3 separate regions of the Sus scrofa genome follow, and regions 1 and 3 are each linked to region 2. Evidence: chromatin contacts called from public HiChIP or PLAC-seq data. All regions are on one chromosome and are shown on one strand. The core of a region is the stretch at or near the end of the contact, and the rest is flanking DNA. Distances in the headings are between cores, read along the strand shown. Region 1 holds the start of UBR2 (E3 ubiquitin-protein ligase UBR2). Region 2 holds the start of BICRAL (GLTSCR1-like protein). Region 3 holds the start of KLHDC3 (kelch domain containing 3).

Evidence for each region. HiChIP or PLAC-seq counts read pairs in DNA pulled down with a chosen protein or histone mark.
Region 1: an H3K27ac HiChIP or PLAC-seq map of skeletal muscle shows a contact between it and region 2. The contact joins the promoter of UBR2 here to the promoter of BICRAL in region 2. A contact is called at or near these places in 1 of 5 promoter capture datasets (fetal skeletal muscle), 1 of 47 Hi-C or Micro-C datasets (heart right ventricle) and 2 of 2 datasets of contacts at active chromatin or transcription factors (alveolar macrophages and skeletal muscle).
Region 3: an H3K27ac HiChIP or PLAC-seq map of skeletal muscle shows a contact between it and region 2. The contact joins the promoter of KLHDC3 here to the promoter of BICRAL in region 2. A contact is called at or near these places in 1 of 47 Hi-C or Micro-C datasets (liver) and 2 of 2 datasets of contacts at active chromatin or transcription factors (alveolar macrophages and skeletal muscle).

Annotation. Positions count from the first base shown.
Region 1 is chr7:37,653,995-37,658,711 of Sscrofa11.1, reverse strand. It overlaps UBR2 (E3 ubiquitin-protein ligase UBR2), which reads right to left and starts at 2,904. Exons shown (of 47, transcript XM_021098699.1): 1 at 2,454-2,904. The coding sequence starts at 2,531.
Region 2 is chr7:37,850,851-37,855,360 of Sscrofa11.1, reverse strand. BICRAL (GLTSCR1-like protein) reads right to left here and starts at 3,208. Exons shown (of 13, transcript XM_021098729.1): 1 at 1,839-3,208.
Region 3 is chr7:38,077,451-38,082,228 of Sscrofa11.1, reverse strand. It overlaps KLHDC3 (kelch domain containing 3), which reads right to left and starts at 1,316. Exons shown (of 10, transcript NM_001105314.1): 1 at 1,253-1,316. It overlaps MEA1 (male-enhanced antigen 1), which reads left to right and starts at 1,969. Exons shown (of 4, transcript NM_001110429.1): 1 at 1,969-2,004; 2 at 2,410-2,772; 3 at 2,859-2,961; 4 at 3,529-4,337. The coding sequence starts at 2,503. The coding sequence ends at 3,680. It overlaps PPP2R5D (protein phosphatase 2 regulatory subunit B'delta), which reads right to left. Exons shown (of 16, transcript NM_001113451.1): 16 at 3,800-4,778.

The DNA.
Region 1 (4,717 bases), core at 1,655-4,154, 200 kb after region 2:
TGAAACCTTCACTTCTGCTGGTAAGGTAAAATGATACAGCCGCTTCAGTTTAGCAATTCCTGATCCAGCAATTCCAATCCTGGATATACGCCCAAGGGAAATGAAAACATACATCCCCACAAGAAAGTGTACACAAATGTTCACGGTAGCACAGTTCAAAATCTCACCAAAGTGGAACCAACCCAAATCTCCATCAAGTGATGAATGAATAAATAAAATATGGTATATCCACATAATGGACTATTATCTGGCAGTAAAAAGGAATGAAGTATTGATGATACACGCTAAAACATGGACAAACCTTAAAAACCCTACCTAAGTGAAAGGAGCCAGTCACAAAAGACAACATATTATAGGATTCTATTTACTGTCTACTTGAAATTTCAAGAATAGACAAATCAATGCAGACAAAAAATAGGTTAGTACCGGCCTAGGGTTTGGGAGGTTAGAGGAAAATAGGAAGTGACTGATAACAGGTATTGGATTTCTTTTTTAGGATGATAAAAATGTTCTAAAATTGATTGTGGTGATGGCTACACAACTCTGAATATACTAAAAACTACTGAATTGAATTGTAAGATTATGTGAATTATATATAAAACTACTGAAAATTTCAAAGCATAAGGTAACCAATGTAGATACAAAACTACATAAAACTTCTATAATGAATATGATTACTTTCATACTTGGGGGAAAAATGATATATGTACTTCTTAAGTCATAATCATCTATGGGAACATATAATCAAATCTGTGGAGCATGAAATGGAGGCAGACTTAAGAAATGCTGGGCAAGTCATATGTGCGGAATCAACTCTAACAAGGAAAAGAGAAAACTAGAACAGAGTTTGTGATCTTCACAAACTCAAACTAAGGCCAAATTAATAAATTCTGATTGCATTTCCCTTAATTTCCTCTACTATACCTGCGTGAGAATTTCACTGCACAAGGACTAGGAGTGTTGGTCTCCAGCAGCGGTTTTAAACTAGCTTCCTCAGGAACCACAACAAATTGGAGAGGCTCTAATTACTTAATAGTTTGCACTTGCAGAATTTGGAAACTAGAGTGCATAACCTGTATCGCTCGGTCAACAAAACTCCGTAGGAGTAAAAAAAAAATTTTTTTTGAGGAGATTAGATGTCAATATGGGTACTGACAGGATGACATGGATAGGCAGTAACTGTCATTACCATTTTACTATTTACTTTCATTTTCTTTTTCAAGTCTCTTTATAAATGAAAGGCAGGTGGGGAAAATCCTTGGATTGTTGCAATATTAAGCAGAAAGTAAATGAAAACACATCTAGACTAAAAAACAAACAAAAAAACAAAGACTCATCATTCAACAATGTATTTCTTCAAATGTTTCACCTCTATTCCTGTGATTTATTTCCACTACAACTTTACTGTCATCAATTCACCCCGAAATAACTCACTACAGAACACCACTGAAATTTTGTTCCTAACATTCAGATTGTTGACTTGTGTTCAAAGGTCACTCCCTTCCTAGCAGCTTTTTAAATCCAAGGCCTTAGAGGTGGGGCCTCAGCTGTTTGGGTCCATTCTTAATCATTCCGAACGATCTGTTCTAATAGGTGTTCCGTGTTCTTAAGGAAAGATGCCATAAAGTTTTGTTAATTATTTTACAACTCTGCTACTTATACAAGCATATTCATATTACAGTTTCAGTACAATACTGGGTCTGAATGCTTTAAGTTTGGGGCATAACTGCCCCCACTATACCATGACCAAACTTCACATTATTAGCATCCATTTACTAAGAGTTGTTCTCTCAAAGTTATATAATGTTCGTTTATCCACCCAACTACCCCCAACTCCTGGAAAAATTATTTTTAATCTCCCAGTCTCCACCACTACTTTCTCAATCTCAGTAAACGTGTCAAGACACTACTTTCTGCACATTCATCAACGCTGTCGACTGACCAAACAGGTGCAAAAACGCACAAAACAGGGTAAAGAGGAAGAACGATATCGTTTGCATCCTTCGGTGCCTAGAGCGGTCCCAGAAACAAAGTGAGGTAGCAGGTTTCAGAGGAGGAGGCAAGGCTCAGCTTATCTCAGGAAAAGGAAGCAGAAGGGATAAAGTACCCCAAGCACCAGGAAGCGTCTCTCCCTCCTATCTTCCAAGAGTTGGCATAAAAGGCAAAGGCCCTGGGTTAGGGACTTCCTGGGAGAAATAATGGAAGCGCGAAAAGGAACGTGAAGGTGGCTGTGCATCCAGCAGACTTGCGGGCTATTTGTGGATAAAGACAGAAGGACAGGAGCAGAATCTGGGGCCTCCCTGGGCCGTTACCCACAGGGCGAGAACCGAGAAGCCGGCGCGGTCGTCACCCCAAGTCCGGGCCCGGCAGCTCCCGGATTTCCAGGAGTCGGTTCCTCCCCCGGGGCGCGGCCTGCGACAGCCGGACGTCTCCGCCCGGGTCCCGGCACTCACCCCCGCGGTCTCCTCAGCCGAACATTCCAGCAAACTCCGGTCGATGGCCTGCACCTCGGGCTCCAGCTCCGACGCCATCTTCCTTCCTGCGCTTCCCCAGCGCTGACGCTGCTATCTCCGCTCCGAGGGCCGCGGCCTCGCCACAGCCCCCGCGTCCGAGACTTCCACCTCTGCCCCGGGCGGTCGGTCGGGAGCCGTCCAGGCGGCGGAAGTCGGAGAAGACGGAGAGTAGCGTGAGGTGAGGCGTACAGGAGGGACGGTGCCTCCCGCGCTCCCTCTTGGGCCCTGCGCCCAAAAGTCAAGACACTGCCTCGTCCCTACCCCGGGGAAGGACACAGAGAACCCCGGGCCTGGCACTCTTGATCGCTTCTACCGCGTCCGGCACCAGGAAAGAAGCAATTACACCCAAAATAGGAAGCAAAGCACCCTGGGAACTGTAGTCGTCCTCCATAGGGCCGGGGTTGGGGGGGGTAGAGGTGGAGCCCTTACAAGGAGCCCCACTATGGCACTATGGGAGTTGTAGTCCATCTCTTCCTAAGAGACTAGGCAAATGGCACACCAGCGGGCGGGGCTTTTCCGCACGGCTGGAATCATGGGAAGAGATTAGTGGCGAGAAGCGCCCACCCGGGAAGAGGAAGAAGCGCGAGATACTGTGGGGTACCGTAGTTTTATTCCCCCAACACCGTTTGTTCGTATTTCTGTCCCGCAAGCCTAGAACCGTACCTAGCACGTGGTAGAACTCGAATACGAAAGCCTGGCATACGTGCGAACTCAAATACTTGTCGAATGAATGAATTAGTTCTATTCGTATAGTTCTATGGCCATCAGCCATCAACCCCTCTTTCCGTTAGATTGGTGACCGAGGTGTACATTTTCCACGTTTTTGAAGGTCTCGAAAACATGCCGTTTTAAAACGCTGTTAAAGGATGTATTTCCAAGTGATTTAGTTAAGACCGTTCATTAAAATTTATTTCAAATCTTGGGAGTTCCCTGGTGGCCTACCGGTTAAAGGACCCATCATTGTCGCTGTTCCTGCTCTAGTCACAGCTGTGGTGAGGGTTGGATACCTGCCCAGGAACTTATGCATGCCTCAGGAAAAAAAAATTATTACAAATCTTGCTGCAAAGGAGAAGGAGTCTACCAAGCTAATTCAAAGATTTACTCTTGATAGGGATATTGTGTAGAAATAGATAATCATTGTTAGATAAGAAAATTGCATTTGGGTAGAAGTAATTAGGTTCTTGACTGGCATATGGGTGAGTGGGTTTCTTAGAACAAATTTTCGATTCCTTTAGAGTTTATCAGAAAATTGCTTGCACATTTTATGAGACTGCTAATTTATTCCCATAAAGAAATTGTGAATTAGGCAAAAAATGTTCTGATCCAATCCAGATATGGGACTTGGTTTGCTGTTATTGCTGTTAACAATAGTATAATATTAACTAAATTTTTTTAATAAAAGTTACCCATTATCTCACAGTACAAATAACCCTTGTTATCATTTTTAAAAACGTAAAAGTAATATATGTATAGGATTATAAATTCAAACTGAAGGGAAATATTTTGAAAGAAAAAAATGAAAATTGTGCCTCTTTTACCCCAAGTCCCTTTCCCCAAGGAAAAGCATTTTTAATATCCTATTATGATTCTATCCAGAAAAAAAGTATGCGTATGTATGAGAATGAGAGACATTAAATGAGAGATCTTGAAACATTCTTTTCTTCTTTGCTCAACTTCCTTGCAGTGAGGCGCTCCCCAGTCAGAGTCAACCTGGAGGAAAATTGGGATCGTTACAACCCAGAAGCAAAGATAATGCCTAAGAGTCCTAACATAGAATTAAAGCCATTAAAATACATTGTAAAGAAATTTTCTGCCCTTCACACCATTCTTTTCTTCCTTTTATTATTTTTGGGTTGATATTAATGTTCTTTTGTCCTAAATTCTTGAATTGGATGTTTGCTGTTAACCCTCCTCTTTTTTTTCAGCATGTACATCTAAGGCAGTGGTTTTCAAACTTGAGCATGCGGAGTTGCCATTGTGATGCAGCAGAAACAAATCTGACTAGTATCCATGAGGCTGTGGGTTTGATCCCTGGCCTCACTCAGTGGGTCAGGGATCCAGCATTGCTGTGAACTGTGTTGTACATTGCAGATGTGTCTGGGATCCCATGTTGCTATGGCTGTGGTGTAGGCAGGCAGCTGTAGCTCCAATTTGACCAATGTGACCCTAAAAAGCAAAACAAAAACAAAAAAAACACCTTGAGC
Region 2 (4,510 bases), core at 1,959-4,458:
CTGGTCTGTCTGACTCTACTCTCGAAATGAGCTGGAAGAGAATGAAGGAAAAGCCTCCATGCCCTGCCCTAGCCAGGCCCAGGGAAGACAAAGGGTCCAGGCTGCAGCCTTAGGAAGGCGACAGGAGCCTTCACCTCCAATTTTGACGAGGGGGGAAGCAAGTTCAGGGAGGGAACCCCTCGGCTTCAACGCCCGATCCTCAGCCCACGTCCTCGCTCAAAAGCAAATGGTAAAAGCAGCAAGACGCCGGCGCCCCCAGTCCCTTCTCGCTCTGAGCCGGCGGCCTTGTCTTTTGGGTCTGGGGACACCGGGAAGGACCATGCTACGCGGCCCCCGGCCCAAGTACGGCATTCGGCCCGGGAGCGGAGCCCCCACACCCCGGACCTCCAAGCGCTGGGGCCGAGAAGCATCCACGAAGGGCGCCGCCCGCGCCGCCAGGAAAGATGGCGCCCGCGGAGCAACTGCGCCACCAGCCCTGGCGACGGGCCAGGCCCAGCGCCATCTTAGCGCCTTCCAACCGCCCCCACCCCACCCCACCCCCGCAAGAGCCCGCGTCCCGGCCGATGCGGGGGACGCGAACCGCGTCGGGCCCGCGCAATCTCGGCCAAGAGTGCCACCGAGCTCCCGTCTCTTCGGACCCGCCCCGCGGGCCCCGCAGCAGGCGCCTGGCCGGGCCCCGGGTCCTCCGCGCGGCGCGAGGGCTTGTTCGGGCCCGGCCGCGGGTCGTCGGTGGTGCTTCGGGCCCAGGCAGCGAGGCAACGGGGAAAGGCCAGTCCCGCCGGCAGGCGCGCTCCGGGAACCGGGCCGGATAGGGAACCGGGCACCGGGCCGGGGTGGTCGGCCGGCCCCAAGCTCTCCCGGCCGCGGCCGCCCGCACAAGCGGCGGGAAGGAGGAAGCCAGGAAGAAAAATAAACCCCGTCTCCGCCGCCGGCTCCCTCCCGCCCGCTCCCCTCCCCCCTCGGGACGCGGGGTCCATTTTGCCGAGAAGAAAGAAAATGCGATTCACACCCAAGAGCTTCCGAGAGAGAAAAGCAACGAGGGGGGGAAAACCGAGGGGAGGAGATTGGAAAAGCTTATTTTTCTTCCTCGCCCGCCGTCACTCCTGGCCCTCCCTGCCCCCTGCTCGCGGCCCCGCCGCGCCGTCCTCCCCTCGCCGAGCCCCGCTCCCTCCTTCCCGGCTCCCGGCGGCTCCGGGGGGGCGGAAAACACACTCACACTCGCGCACACAACTAATTTTAAACCGGCTCAATCAATGAGTCATTAAAAGGCTTCCCTCCCCTCTCCTCCCCACCACCAACCGCCACGCCACCCCCCTTCCCAGGCTCTCCCTCTCCCCGCTCCAGAAATTTGCATCCGCGGAAAAGGAAAAAAAAAAAAAAAAAAAAGGCGCCGGGCCCCCACCCCGCCGAAGCGCCCCCAGCCCGGCCCCGCCGCCCCCTGCCCGCCCGCGCCCCGCCCGAGACACTGAACTTGGTCTTCCCGGGGCCCGGGCATCGCTGGGAAAGACATAAACACTCGATTCCCCTTTTCTCCGTGTCCATTAAACATCCACCCACCACCACCATCACCCACCCACAAACCCACCCCCCCCAAAAAAAAAACACAGCCTTAGCCAATAGCTCTCTGGGCTGAAACCTAATATCCTGGTTTTGGCAACTCGGTGTTTAATTTGCTCCTCTTTCTTTTCTGTCTGTCTGGAGATAGATCTCCAGCCCCCCCTCCCTCGCTTTTCCCCTCCCCGAAGGAAAGAGGCAGAGGAAGGAGGTTGTGTGTGTTTTTTTTTTTTCTCCTTGAAATTTTTATCACAAAATTATAATACACTCAAAGGGAAACTCACCGTCATGAAAAAGCAGTGCCTTGTCAACGGGGTTTCTGCGCCATCGCACCAGGGGCGGCGGCGGCGGCGGCGGCGGCGGGCGCGGGGCGCGGGGCGCGGGCGCGGGAGCTCCCGGCCGAGCGGCGCCGGCCACACGCGCTCCGCTCTCTCTCTCGCTCACCCCCGCGCCGGGCGGCGGGCGCCCGCTCCCCGCGCCCGCCCGGCCTTCATGCTCTGCGCCCGGGCAAACCGCTCGCCTGCTCGTCTACCTCCAAACTTCGGTTCTCGCCTAGCAAAAAACGTGGAGATTAGGATTTTTTTAATTAAAAAAAAAATTTTTTTTTAAGAAAACCCAAGCTCCAGAGCTGTTAATTCCTGTTTCCTTTGGGATTCTTTTTAACTTCAAGAAATGTAGTGGTTTATTCAAGAAACAGGGTTTTTTGGCTTTTTTTTTTTTTTTTTTAAGATCTACAAGATGCGTGCTATTCTCCGCAGGCGCTCTGCGCGCACACACACACACACACACACAATCCAGTTTTAGCTGGGGGGAGGAGAGGCAGGAGGGGAATTTAAAAACAAAAAACACAGTATTTCTTTATAACTCTAATTAGAACAAGTCCCAGTAAATACTTTTTTGCATATGCTTAAATAAAAAACCCGAAAACATCACTTTTAGTTATTTGGCAAATAACTGATTTCATTCTAACTTTTAATTCTACTAAGATTTCTTTTGCAACACCCTCTTTCCATTCCAGAATGCTGTGAAACCTTATCTGTAAACCTGTATGTCAACATTGAAAGGTAGGAAAAAAAAAACCAAAAAACCAACTGTAGTGGCCAAGATGAAGGTGAGGAGCTAAGTCACTCTCAAAACGTGCAATTCCAACTGCTTTCTTTTTATGTAGATACTTTTATCCCACATTTGTGGAATCTTCATGATGTGATCCCCAGTCTTAAAAAGAGAGCTACCCAAAAATCCAGTGAAATAGAACAAGTTTAAAAAAGAGCAAGCTACCCAAACTTTTAACACTATTTAGTCAAGTATAATTACCACCCGTTTTTAATCTCAAATCTCAAATTGTTGAGATGTCTCCATTTAACCATCCAGCACCCACAGCATATAAATAAATGTGAATTATGACAATGTGGATTTTGGGTGGGTGCCTTTGTGGTCTAGGTTAATTACATTTACTTTTTTCCATAAATGCCCACAAAAATATGGTGGGGGTTTTGTTGTCTTTTAATTTAAGTAACCATCAAGGTAAAAGATCAATTGTACAAAAATGTGATTCGGATTTTTAAAAATACTTATGTAATCCCTAGAAATATCCTAAAATTTTAAATTATTTTGTACTACTGGAGTTCCCCTCATGGCGCAGCAGAAACGAATCCGACTAGGAACCACGAGGTTGCAGGTTCAATCCCTGGCCTCGCTCAGTGAGTGGGTTAAGGATCTGGCGTTGCCATGAGCTGTGGTGTAGGTCGAAGACTCAGCTAGGATCTGGTGTTGCTGTGGCTCTGGCATAAGCTAGCAGCTGTAGCTCCAATTGTACCCCTGGCCTGGGAACCTCCATATGCCATGGGTGTGGCCCTAAAAAGACAAAAAAAGACCAAAAAAAAAAATCCAAAAAAAAAAAATTTAGTTTGTATTACATATAGCAATGAAGTTCTACTGATAAACAGAAAGACTACCCCAGATAGTTGATGGGTTTAAAATAAAATTATCCCTAGATTTAAATTATTTAAGTGAAACTGTTCTCTCTCTCTCTGTTTTTTTTTGTTGTTGTTGTTGTTGTTGTTGTTTTTAGAACCGCAGCTGGGGCATAAGGAGGTTCCCAGGCTAGGGGTCAATCGGAATTATAGCTGCCAGCCTCTGCCACAGCCATAGCAATGCAGGAACCGATCGGTGTCTGTGACCTACACCACAGCTCATGGCAACGCCGGATCCTTAACCCACTGAGCAAGGCCAGGGATCGAACCTGTATTCTCATATTCTCATGGATGCTAGTCAGATTCGTTAACCACTGAGCCAAGACAGGAACTCCTAAGTGAAATTGTTTAGTTTCTAACATAATATCCCCTTAGCATTAAAAAGCATAATGGTATCACCCCTTGTTGCTTTTATAAGAATACTGTAACTGTGCTATTTTATTGCACAAAATAAATATGTCAAGGTTGGCATACAATGTTGTCATATTCAAGATAAAAGATCTTTTAAAAAAACAAACCATATCTTGTTCCAGTTACTGCCACTCTGTCATTAACCACTTGTGCTTTGTATTTAGACGCCTTAATAATACAGTCAGTGATTTAGTATCACATAGTATCATCGAGGTGTTTGCTCAGAACGTGTGTAGTGTCGGTCACATTCAGCCAAGGCCTTCCTGGAACAGTAGTCTTTGCATACATTAGCATATTTCTCTACACTTGACAGTTGGACCAAGCAGTTTTCTAATTGGCTTGGGAAATTTTTAAACATGTTTCAAAGTGCCTTTGGATTGGCTGGAGTTTTAATTATAATACACGTTTCAAAGAATTACATTTCAATAGATTCCATGGATTATTCATCACAATTAGGGCCCACCAAGCAAGTTTTACAGCTGTTGCTCCACAGCTCCAATGAAATATTAATAGATTTCAGAAAGCTTTTCTCCTAAGTAGGCCAAAACCCTTAAGAAAAACAAATCTGACCT
Region 3 (4,778 bases), core at 67-2,566, 230 kb before region 2:
GGATAAGAAAAAGACCCAGGCATGAGCGGTCATGGTCTCTGCAAGACAACCCACCAACCTAGAGATAATGGGTACATTTGAAGGCTCTGTTAGACAAATCCTCTTGCAGCTGGCACTGCCTTCGCTGGCAGGCACCTGCTGGGTTTGGGTGGATCATCTGCTCCCTGTTCAAGAAGCCCTGGCAGAGAGAAGAGCTAGCCCGAACCTCAGGCACAGAAAAAGCTCAAGTAAAGGAAGGTCCCTTGCAAGAAAGACACAGGGCTTTGAGCTGGCTTGCCAGACCCCTGCCCCCACCCAACTTCCCCCAACCCTCCCCCACTCTGCCAAACCTGAAATAGCCCCAGCAGGAAACCACTCTCACTTCATTACTCCCGTCCTCAATCCAAAAGCTCTTGGATCTGGGCTTGTGGGGACAGATAGGAAGGAAGTTGGAGAGCTTAAGAATGGGGGTCCTTCCTCTTCCCTCACAGCTTCTACTCTCCTCTTCAGCTATATCAAGGTAAAGTAAAGAATTCACTGGGCAAGAGGGAAGCAATTCCATCCAAAGGTAGAGGAAAAAACCCTCAGCGTCTTCTCCAAAGGACAACTCAAGCTCATGAAAGACAAGCCCCAGCATCTCCCGGGCGCCTCTGATCCCTGGGGCTCTCCCGTCCGTGCTCCATCACTGCGGCATTCTCCAGCTTCTTCCATGCCTTTCAGAGACCTGCCCCCCTTCCTATTCTCTTGCAATTTTCACTCTCCGTTTCTGGCCTTTTCAGATCTCTTGAGAGCTTTGCAGTTTTCTGCTTTTTCCTTCTCCCACAACTCCAAGCTCCACCCCGACAGCCTTCCATTTTCCTTCTTTCGATAGGGGGGAAACAAGCTAACATCCCCTGACCCCTTTCGGCCAGAGATATTCCTCCCTGTATATGACGCTATCCGGGTCTTCTTCCAGTCATTCCAACCTCCCTGCCCCCACAACACCAGACACCCCCGCCCTTTTCTTCCATTATCCTCAGCTTTCCCATTCTCCTCCTAACCCAGTCTTCCTTCCAGTTCCCTTCAGTGCCTTCTCCAGTTACCAGGTCTCTCCCATCGCTTTCCCCACCATCCTCCCCCAGCCCTTCTTTCCCCCTTAACACTCTCCTTTCCCGTCATCCCCCTCCCCACCCCCACCTCATCGGTCTCCGGCCCCTCCCCCACAATTCAGCTCTAGGCATCGGCGTCCCCATCCCCTATGATTTTCCTCGTCCCTCAACCCACCACGGGCTACCTGCCAGGCCGGGCCGGGGCGGGGCCGCGGGTCCTCGCGCTGCCTGCAGCTTTGAACCCGTTGCCCGCCAACTGCCGACTGGATCTCCAACGAGATAAACACAGCCAGGCTCGGTCCTTCCGGCGGGCAGCTGTAAGCGCACGTGCATTCAGCTCTAAGTGCCGGAAGTCTACCGGGATTTGTAGTCCATCGGTTTCGGGAGGAACGCGAGGGGCTGAAGGATGGGCAGGAGTCGGAGGAGTCTGCGCATGTGCTTATACCTATCAAACACCGCGGGGCCGAGTTCGCGTTGCGGCTCAGTGGTAACGAACCTGACTAGTATCCAAGAGGATGAGGGTTCGATCCCTGGCCCCGCTCAGTGGGTTAAGGATCCGGCCTTGCCACGAGCTGCAGTGTTGGTAACAGACGCGGCTCGGATCCCGTGTTGCTGTGGCTGTGGTGTAGGCCGGGCAGCTGTAGCTCCGATTCAACCCCTAGCCTGGGGACTTCCATATGCTACACAGGCGGCCCTAAAATTAAAAAAAACAAAACAAAACAAAACAAAACCAAACACAAACAACCGCGGGGCCTACCGGGTAATGTAGTCCTTTGTTTGGCGAGAAGATGGTGGAGGCGGAGCAAGGGGCGGACCCTTCGCCTTCACTCGTGTCAATCATGAGCGCGGCGGGGCGGGGCTGGAGGACGGGGCCGCCTCGGAACGTCCTGCCTCGCCGGAAGTGAAGGTGCGGGGTTCGGCCGCGGGCTCTGAGCGGGTGAGGCGCGCGCAAATACCGGCGCCGAGAATTGGTGGGGGCGGGTCGGGGACGCCACATCTGGGGCCATTTGAAGGGATCTCCTGGGGTCCGAAGGGCGTTTATCAGGCGGTACAGAGGGAAATCCCTTAGAGAGGAGAGAAGGGGGCGGGTATGCCTTGTCTAGGGGAGCTTGTTTGGTGACCCGGAGTTCCTAAGTGGATGGGGCGGGGGGGAGGGCGTTCCCGAAGGGGTGTCTTTTGGAAGGTGGCATGGCCTTCGCTTGGGCTGTTATTTAAGAATTGTCGGAGCAAGGCAAGTGGGCCTTGGTTGGAGATAAGAGCCAGCTCAAGAGGTGGAGAGTCCAGGAGAGGTGTTGTGGGGTGCAGGAAACTTGGGCGTTTCAATGTTTTGTGGGCGCAGGAGGAGACCGCACGGGACTGGATGACAGGCTAAAGCTGGGCCTAATTTTGTCTGATCTCTGTTCTCCTGTCTCCATGTTCTTGCAGCCCCTGCCCGATGGCAGCAGTAGTTCTAGGGGGAGACATCATGGGTCCTGAACGTATCTTCCCCAATCAGACTGAAGAACTCGGGCCACACCAGGGCCCTACAGAAGGCACTGGGGATTGGAGCAGTGAGGAGCCAGAGGAAGAGCAAGAGGAAACAGGAACAGGCCCAGCTGGCTACTCCTACCAGCCCCTGAACCAAGATCCTGAACAAGAGGAGGTGGAGCTGGCACCAGTGGGAGATGGAGAAGATGTAGTTGCTGATATCCAGGATCGAATCCAGGTATGGTGGAGGAGGCATTGTTCCTGAACAGGTGAAGCTGGAATCCCTGAAGGGATGACCCTGAACTGTCTTCTCTGGCTCTGCAGGCCTTGGGGCTTCATTTGCCAGACCCCCCATTAGAAAGTGAGGATGAAGATGAAGAGGGAGCTACAGCATTGAGCAACCACAGCTCTATTCCCATGGACCCAGGTAAAAGAGTTTTTTTTTTTTTTTCTTTTTAGGGCCACACCCACAGCATATGGAGAATCCCAGGCTAGGGGCCCAATTGGAGCTGTAGCCACAGGCCTATGCCAGAGCCATAGCAACTTGGGATCCAAGCCACATCTACGACCTACACCACAGCTCACGGCAACACGGGATCCTTAACCCACGAGTGAGGCCAGGGATCGAACTTGTGTCCTCATGGATGCTAGTTGGGTTTGTTAACCGCTGGGCCACAACGGAAACTCCAAGAGATCGTTCTTTTATTCTGGAATAATTACGGAGGAAGGGAACTGGTTAGAGCCAGTAGAGGGGAGTCACAGAGGATCACCCTGTTCCTAAAGCAGCAGTTTGTGGTAAGTTTGCAAACTTGAGAATCCAGGTGAAATGCTTTTCTTAGACTTGTTGTGGGGCGGTAGGGGGGGGTGGTGCAGGCTTGCTTAGGAATCACAAGATGACTTCAGTGTCCCAAAAGCTCTGGGTTCCTTTAGCCAAAGGAGAGGGGAACGGGTCCATTGTTTCTATTCCCTAACTGGTCTCTGCCTGTGATTTCAGAACACGTAGAGCTGGTGAAAAGGACCATGGCTGGAGTAAGCCTGCCTGCGCCAGGGGTTCCTGCCTGGGCTCGGGAGATATCAGATGCCCAATGGGAAGATGTGGTACAGAAGGCCCTCCAAGCCCGGCAGGCCACCCCTGCCTGGAAGTGACCACCCTGAGGCTGCCTTATCTCCCTGCATTCGAGGCCAGAACCAGCACAGGACTGAACGCATCCTGGTTGTAGTGTCCATCTCCATCCTCCCCACCTCCCTCTCCACATCAAGGCAAATCAGACGTCTTCTCAGAGACCCACTTTATTCAGTTCTGTACATATGGGGACATCCACCCAGGCCCAACCCACCTTAGCATGTATCACTCTGTGGAGAATAAAGCACCCTATGTACACAGCCAGAAGCTGTGCTGCCTGTGCCCCTGGACCTCAAGCCCGGCCCTCCCCAGCGTCTTGTCCCTCCAGGGTGCCTGAAAGGGACAAGGGAGGGCCTGGCTAGCATCAGTACAAACAAGGAAATAAATAGGTGTTGGGGGGAGCCATGCTTGGGGCACTGCTCCCTGCTTCCTTCCTCCCGGCTTTGGCAACCAACACCATAGAGCAGTCAGCCCCAGGGTGGTCCCTTCTGTGTCAATGATCCCGGGGCTGCTGTTCACCCAAAAGGGGGCACAGGGTGGGGTGTTTGTTCATCCCTTTCTCTTGGTCCATCAGGGCTCCACATTCACCACCTCTTGTCCAGAGCCTATGCTTTCTCCCTTCTGCCCTCCCACGTTGTCTTGGTCAGGCAGAAGGTAAGAGGAAATAACGCACCCCCATCAGTTTGCGCACTGCCGGGGCTGGGGGCCTATTTGTGCCATCGGGGGTTGCTCCCCTGCAGCTAATCCACTCCAGGGACCAATGGGGCGACATAACTTTGGTGAGAATTGTCTCCCACTGCTCCCTATATGCCTGCAGGGGAGGGAGAGGAGGAGACACCTGGGGTGCCAAGGAGGCTGAAGGGAAGAGGGGAGGGGGCGTATATTCCTGTGTGTATTCTCAGAGCGGCCTCATGTAGCTGTGGGTGAGGAGCAGGAGGGGGCCAGGCGTCCCCAAGTTGTCTGAGCACTGAGCATCGCAGCGCACAGCCTCTGTACTAGCCGCGGGGAGGCATGAACACATGTGGGGGAGACAAGGGACCGCTCTGTGGGGGGGGTCCCTGCTTCAAGCGCCACACCCCCCTCCCTGGAGTAGAGAGGCACTGCCCTGCCCAGAGTCAGCC